Regions from separate parts of the Rattus norvegicus genome. Here region 1 is linked to region 2. The links are chromatin contacts, called in public Hi-C maps. All regions are on one chromosome and are shown on one strand. Each heading gives the region's core, a stretch centred on a gene start, on an enhancer-like site or on the middle of the called end of the contact. The rest is flanking DNA. Distances are from core to core; before and after follow the strand shown. Region 1 holds the start of Fpgt (fucose-1-phosphate guanylyltransferase). Region 2 overlaps Tnni3k (TNNI3 interacting kinase).

Region 1 (3,979 bases), core at 827-3,326, 350 kb before region 2:
AGAATTTCACAGGGGTAATCAACAACTTTCTGATTTGAATTTAAGGATTTAAGTCACCCTCCATAACATAGAGCCCATATCTGGCACTGTTGTTAGAAGCAAGAACCTGTGGCCAGACAGATCATAAAGCTCTAGAAGGGAACCTACTATTAATTTGCTGACAGACATAGCACTAAGCTAACTCCCAACGATCTATTGCTAGACCCATAGATTAGTGCACCACTCAGCCCTCATCAGAAGGGTTTCTTTTTGCAACGTGTAGCTAACAACACAGAGACTCACAACTGGTCAATGTGTAGAGAGTACAACTATGTAATGCTCAAATTCTGAAACTGATATATTATACCCTCTCCTCCCAAGGCTCAGGGTAGGGATCTTTGGAGAAGGGAGGTGCCAGAGGTGGTGGAAACTGTTTTCTGGACACAGCAGGGCAGCTGCAGTCATGAACTCACAGCAGCTGTAACAGAACCCGAGGCCTGCACAAGTTCAAGACAGGGCACACTTCAGCACGGAATGGAAGGGTGGGCGTGAAATACTATACAATACATTTAAATTTGGTCACATTGTTGTTTTCCACTTCCACAAGAATGTGCGGTACTCAGATATGTGGGCCTTTTTTACCTTTATTGTTCCCCTTGGATCCCAACCTAGCACTGTAACTGAAAATAAATTATATCTCCATTCTGACAATTCACAAATTTTTCTAGCCAGACCCATCTTGCTCTCCAGAACCACCATACATGATGCACACAAACACACAATTTATGCTATATTTGCACATGTTTTGTTCTACATATCCAGTATTATTACAGGGTTTCTCTTATGACTTCACTATGCTTCTCCATGCATACCTTCCCTCAGCTCATTTAAAGGCCCTGTCATCCACTTTCAGGCATCTTTTGGTAACTTCTCTCACGATTCACACTCGTGTAGAAGTGTACACGATTCATCATGTAGTGGACAGATGTTGCTGGTCTTCATTTTAAAGTGTTTCTAGAATCTAAGCAATTTCTTCCCACCTCCCATTATTATCTTTTAAATTCCCACTGAATCTCTCCTGGTTGTGCTACTGTAGTAAGCTCCAAATAAACCTCTCTGCTTATATTCTTGCCCTACCCACTGACACACTTCAGTGTGTCCTCTTTAAACATAATGCAGGTCACCAAAATCTGGGATGACTCCAGTTCACTCAAGAATATAAATCACAAACTCTGACTTCTATCGTTGTTACTCTCCTCCCCACAAACTTGTTCACTTTAAATACGGAATTAAATGCTGAGGTCAAGACTTTAAATGTACAACTAAGCTTACTCAGAAACTTAAGTTCAGAGGGAGCTGCTATTCAGAATTCTGAGTTAGATTCTAATGAAGAGAAACTTCTCAAGTCAAATTGTAGGGGTAAGGTTTCCGGGTTTCAGACTGAAATGTCTTCCTTAAATGTTGTTACTCTCTATGTCCTGTGTGTAAGGTTAAAAGAGATTAACCTGTAGTACCCATATGAACTACGAGCTCTATGAGAGAAAGACATAACGAGCCAACCAGCCAAAAGTGTGTTCATTCAATAAGAGGCTCTTCCCAATCTCTGGCAATCTCCTAGAAGCAAGTGAATACAACTGAGTGTGCCATTGCTGCCTAAAGGCGCTACTTCAGAACTGAGCCTGGGAAGATGGCCAACTGAAGGGCACAGGGTGGTCTGGCCCACCAGATACATCCCACAAGGCGGAGCCTGTGGTTCAGGGACCTGGTCTCCCTGGGAGGCTTCTGACAGGAATAGGAGCTTGGTGAGGGCAGGTCACCTCAGCATCTGGGTGGTAGATCCACTATCGTGGGAGGGTTGGTCTCCTCTGGCGCAGACGGGCTGTCAGACGTGGTAAAGCGGGAACCCACTGCTCCCGCGCAGCCCGGCACCGCTAGGTGCCCGCCCATCTGCCCCACAGAGCGTTGCCTAGGAAACGCCGCTTGCGCACGCTCACGCCATCCTAGCTTTCCAGGTCTCATGGCGCTTCCAGAGCCGCAGTGACGTGGCATGCACAGCGGAGGCGGGCGCGTGCGCGGTTTCGGAGTGCGCATGCGTGCTAAGTGGGCTCCCGGAAGTCGGCCATGGAGACTCTCCGGGAAGCCACCCTGCGGAAACTGCGCAGATTTTCGGAGCTGAGAGGTACCGCGGCGGAACTGAGTTCTCTGCTCCCTTGCACGGAGGGCTCCTTCGCAAGGACCCCGCGCCGCTTCCTGTTCGCTTCCTCTTCCTGTCCAGCCGGGCTTTCCCTTCTACCCCTCTGGCTTTCTGCGAGCCTAAATGTAGATGTGAGGAAGGAACAGGAAGAAAATTACTAACGGAAAGTAACACACCGCCTAACTCAGTGGTAGAAGTCAGTTTACCTTGTTTCTTCCCCTTTCCCAAGCCTTTGCGTGATTCCTGTTTATTCCTATGTAAGCTCTGTACGAAGGCAATCATGGCTTATTAAAATTGCTAATGTAAGTTTGGCCTTTAAAGAAAAAACAGACAGGTACTTGTCCTTCTCTGAACAGCTGTCTGGCAAAATTGTTATGTCTGACTTCCTAAAATGTAGGGGTTTACATTTGGATACCAGAATGATTGGAATTATTAAACCCTAGCTGACCTATCTGTCTCAGTCTATGACTCTTTGCCATCTCCTTCCTTCTTTCCCTCCCTCTCCCTCTTTTCCTCCTTCCTTACCCCGTCCTCCTCCCTCCCTTTCTCTCCCCATTCCTTCCTCCCTGCCTCTCCTTCCCCTCCCTCTCATTCTCTCTCATCTTGTTAAAACCCTATCTCTATTTTTGATGGTAGAAAAGAGGGTTCCGTTCTACTGCTTCCTTAAGTGCAATTTGTCATTTAAAGAGTTCATTGGGAAGTTTAATCCTGGGCTTTGTGTAGTATTTTGATTGTGTTTATCAGTTCAGTTTGATTATCATAAGTTAATACAAATATTAAAAGCCAGGGCTGGTGTTGCAAGCCTGTATGTTCATCTACGTGGGAGGCCCAGTCAGCAAGAAAGAGGTTCAGAACCTATATGGATTACACAGACAAATAGATGGTGATGAAGAAGGAGGAGGAGAAGATAGATAGATAGATAGATAGATAGATAGATAGATAGATAGATGGTGATGAAGAAGGAGGAGGAGAAGATAGATAGATAGATAGATAGATAGAGGAGGAGAAGATAGATAGATAGATAGATAGATAGATAGACAGACAGACAGACAGACAGACAGACAGTACAGGGCCAGTCTGTCAATTAGTGTAAGGGTCCATAATTCACTGAAGAATGATTCACCAAAGAATGATACCCCAGACTTAAATAGTATGCAAAGGCAAAGAGTGTTTTATTCGGCAAAGAGTGTTTTATTCTGCAGAAGTCAAGTATGCTGGGGTCTCCCATTGCCAAGATAGAGAGACCCTGAAGTGAACTTTCAGGCCCTATTTAAAGCACATTAGAGGCATTCTGGGGTAGGTGGGCTTTGTCTTATTCTGTCTCTAGTCTAGTGCAGAGGTGAGAAGTGGGGAAAGTACAGGACAGGAGTTCAATCTGTGACTGACTGTGAACCATCAATTGTCTCGACCTGAACAGTAATACGACACTAGATTAATTAATTAATTAGACAAATAAAGGACTGTGAATATAGCTTAGTGATAGAGCACTTCCCTGGCATGCGGAGAGCTCTGCCGTGGTTAGTTCCCAGTTCTATAGATAGATAGATAGATAGATAGATAGATAGATAGATAGATAGATAGATGAATGGATAGATGGATGAATGGATAGATAGATAATTCCCTATAGCTCTATAGATAGATAGTTCCCAGCTCTATAGATAGATAGATAGACAAATGATAGATAGATGATAGATAGATAATAAAAAAGAAAAATTATAAGCAACAATAACAAAAGACCACATTCCTAAATGATAAGCATAGAAGGAGTGGATCCTTGAGTTGAAATTTTTCAGCCAGGGACATTAA
Region 2 (3,764 bases), core at 1,229-3,728:
GGGGGAATGAAGTTACTGTCCTTTCTCATTCCTAGATGCAGTGTGGGTTCAGTACCTAAACCTTATGTTGTACGGAAATCACTGTGAGATTCGCAAATCTGAGAAAATGATGAAAAGATAGTACCATTGTCTTTCCAACGTAGTCATTAGCTTACTTCAAGATGGCTGGCTGATTGAATGTATAGCTAATGAGTTTTTTCATCAAAGCTCACTGCTTATTTAAGCGTCTCATTAACACCTTTCCCATCTCTCAGCCAGGCCCTCTGTGCTGAGAGGAGGACTATATGAAATTGTGCCTCTGTTAAGCCTCTTTGTCACTATGGTATAATGAGGAGAGTAAGATATCACTTGCCTAAATCTAGGGGCAAGGCAAATTTTTCCCAGATATTTGTCATCTCTGGAGTATATAATTTTTATGACACTCACTTGCTCAAGGTCAGCCACTCAGCTCATTAAGGGTCTGAAATGAAAAAAAAAATCTATATAAATGGCAAGGAAGAGAACCCAGAATCTAAGCAGGTGCCAGCATGTCTGTCAGCTGCCCCTTTTATCTTTTTCCTTTTTAAGTTCAAATATTTTTAGCTGTCCGTGAATTTTCCTAATTAATGGGAGAAGAAAAGCCTCTGGTGTTCGTGGGGTGTGGGGCTAAGAAGGAAACCCATAGCCGTGTGTGCTGGTGCTGTGTGGGTTTGAATTACCTCCTTGCTATGAGCCTGGTGCCATGTAAAGTACATGGGAGCTGGGAGCTGGTTCAGCAGTGTGAGGATGTGAGGTGTATCTTCAGAGTTTATGTCAAAACCAGAAGCAACGGTGCATTATGTGCAAGAACTGAGCTCCTAGGAAGAGACAGAGAATCTTGCTTCGTGAGCAGGCCAGCCGGCCTGCTACCTGCAATTGCCAGCTGCAAACAACAGAGAACACTGTCTCGAGCAAAATATAAATGGGAAACCAAATTTGAGGTTGTCCTCTGACCTCCACATAGTCACCATGGTACATGCCCAGTGCCACCTCTACACACACACACACACACACACACAGAGAGAGACAGAAAGAGAGAGAGAGAGACAGACAGAGAGAGAGAGAGAGAGAGAGAGATACACACATGCACAAAACAAAAGTTAAAGGAAGTAGATGTTAAAATTATTTCCATGAAGGTTCAAAAATCTAGACTATTCATCTGTATTGCAAAAGCCACTTAATACTTCCAATAAAAACCCCTTATTCAGCACTGCCCCGTAAAGCACCACAGTGACACTCGCCAACAATTCCCAGGTTCAGCAGTGAAATTAAGATCCCACAGTGCCAACTGCTGCCCCCAGACCTCGGGGATTCTGCTTTCTTCTCATTCCACAGAATTAGACATTACCTCTGCCACAGTGAGAGAGGGCCCCTGCACGACTCCCTCCCTTGGCGAGAACCCTAAACAGCCCTTTTAGCCTCGCCTGTGAGTTGGCTTGCTCACTGGCGCCATCTGGCCATCAGTGGAGGCGCTGCAGAGAGTGCGGCGGCGGCGAGAGGCTGGAGAATTTCCCCCTAACAAAGGCACACAGGCGTCACCGTTAAGGAGTGAGGGAAAAAATGTCAATCTGTCCCTGACTTTTAAAAGCCACCCTTAGATTGAAACAACCTTTCTCTGTGAAAAATGTCAAAGAGAGAATATCAAACAAAATACTCTGTTCAGAAGAAGTGCTGGGAGAATGGGAAATTAATGAAAGGAGAGATAGAAGAGAACGCTGTGCCTGGGTAAAATCGGTACTCCTTAAAGAGAAAGCTTTAAGGACCGGGATTTATGCCACACATGAAACATTGCATGAGACTGAGAGAGACTGAGAAAGTGACATATTTAGGTTACAACAGCTCACTCGAGCGAGAAAAGATGTCTTCCTCAGCTGGGCGGCTCTGCCACAGTACTTCAGCTCTTCCTGTCCCATGGTAAGCTTGTTAGCAGCCCGAAAGGGCCTCCCTGGTAACCCGAAGGGCCTCTTCCTCCTGATGCATTTTGTAATACTAATTAACTAATTCCCAGACACATAAAGGGAACCTGTGAAGATTCACCAGAGGCAAACTGCTAAGCAAATGATGACAGACTTCTCCATTTTCAATTAGACGGAGTGGCATATTGTGACAGCAACAAGTGGACCGACATTCTAATGACAGGAGTTCTGTGAGGGTTCCATTCCTAGAAATGAAAAGGAATCCTTGGCCACGTGCCTACCCTTGTGCACATCAAAGCAAAATTCTGCCTTTGGTTGTGTTCCTGTGCCACCGAATGTAAGATTTAATCCGAAATGCCGCCTTTTGAGACTGCTTCTGTTCTCTGGAAATGTCTGACAGGACACGGCACAGGGACCAGAGAGAACAGCCAGCCTAATTAAACCTGTAGTACAGGTGGCACTGCGCTCTGCCACAGCGGCCCCGACTCCAGCCAGCCCCACCCTATGCCAGCCACCCGACTCCGCTGTTTGTGTTGCAGATCTGCTCACATGGCAACTGTTGCTATGTTTGCAGTAATAAGTGGGTGATGCTAGTGTCTCAGTAATGACTGTGATACAAGAGCCATGATTTCCAAATGGGTTTTTGAAGCTGCTCACACAAAGGCACTGCACAGAGTGACAGCTTTAATTTCCATAGATTCTCTTTCTTTTCACCTTTAGTATCTTCTGTATGGACCAAATCTAACCCCCGTAGAATAGCAAGAATGACAGCTCCCCTTCCTTTAGCTCACTGGTATTTAAAAAGGATGTTTGTTATTCTAAAGGGGCATTGTTTCCCACTGTCTCTTTAGAATCTATGGCATTCAGGATTTCTTTACTTAAGTAACAGCAATTAAAGCTATCAGAAAACATGAGCCCGGGAAGAAAGCAGCTCCTGTATTAACCACAGGAGAGAGGACAGCATCTGCTATTAATATCTATGACATTAGCTGGATGCCCACATTAATGAACAGATGTTTGAAGAGCCTCAATCGCAAATAAGTCTGAAAAATTCATGAGTGGATATTTTCCATCCTGCAGATTCTCTTTCACAAAGACAGTGAGCAAATGAAATCTGTTTTGTTTCCTGATGGTGATGAAGTGCTTATTCCCAGTAACTGTTACAACGCTGCTCCTTCAGCAGAGGTGGGCATTGTCTCAGCTCTGGGAGAGATACCTAGAGTGTATAGCAACATTGCAGTGCCCACTGATAATAATACCAAACTGGCCAAACCAGGGAAGAAGATACACTGTATACTCTGATCACTAGCCACCATGGTTGAGACATTGTGGCTTATTTTGGTAGGCTAATTGTAACAATGACAACCACAGCCCTTCCATATGGTAGAACCATCAACCTTCCATCAGTATTCCACAAAAGAATACTGAAGCCAGAAAGGATGAACAACCTGCTGGAGGCTTTACAGCTAGTGAACACCGGGGCCATGATCTGAGTCTGGATCCGCCTGACTCTAAAGCGTGGGCTTTTCACTCCTTGCTGAGCCAGTGTGACAGAGAGCGGGGACTGTTCTCATACTGTTCCCCCCACAGGACACCACAAAATCCCTCCCTGTGTGGGGTTTCAGGTTTCAGGATTCAGATCCATAATGAAGCAAGCAAGTGTGCACTTGGGTCTCACTGTGTGGCCACCAGGAATCAGTGGTAATCTGCTGGAAAGACAGACAGGACCCACAGAGACAAGCCTCAGTCTGCACTTTAATGAGCATTAGACACATGAGTGCCTGTGAATGTGCATCAAGACTGAAGGCATGCCACTGTGGTCTCTAATGT

Evidence for each region. Hi-C and Micro-C count contacts between places; a contact is called where the count stands out from the background.
Region 1: a contact with region 2 is called in a Hi-C map of the A7r5 cell line, with 2.0 times the contacts expected there. The contact joins the promoter of Fpgt here to the enhancer-like site in region 2. A contact is called at or near these places in 3 of 12 Hi-C or Micro-C datasets (the A7r5 cell line, frontal cortex and hepatocytes).

The regions. Positions count from the first base shown.
Region 1 is chr2:246,776,945-246,780,923 of GRCr8, reverse strand. Fpgt (fucose-1-phosphate guanylyltransferase) reads left to right here and starts at 2,076. Exons shown (of 4, transcript NM_199494.2): 1 at 2,076-2,158. The coding sequence starts at 2,101. Lrriq3 (leucine-rich repeats and IQ motif containing 3) reads right to left here and starts at 1,941. Exons shown (of 8, transcript NM_001024307.1): 1 at 1,797-1,941.
Region 2 is chr2:246,427,350-246,431,113 of GRCr8, reverse strand. The region is part of intron 23 of Tnni3k (TNNI3 interacting kinase); the gene reads left to right. Among named protein-coding and RNA genes, the nearest start is that of Lrrc53, 12 kb to the left of the region's middle. Within about 2 kb of position 2,478, at least 42 of the 93 cell types and tissues checked have an H3K27ac peak or open chromatin away from gene starts, as enhancers often do.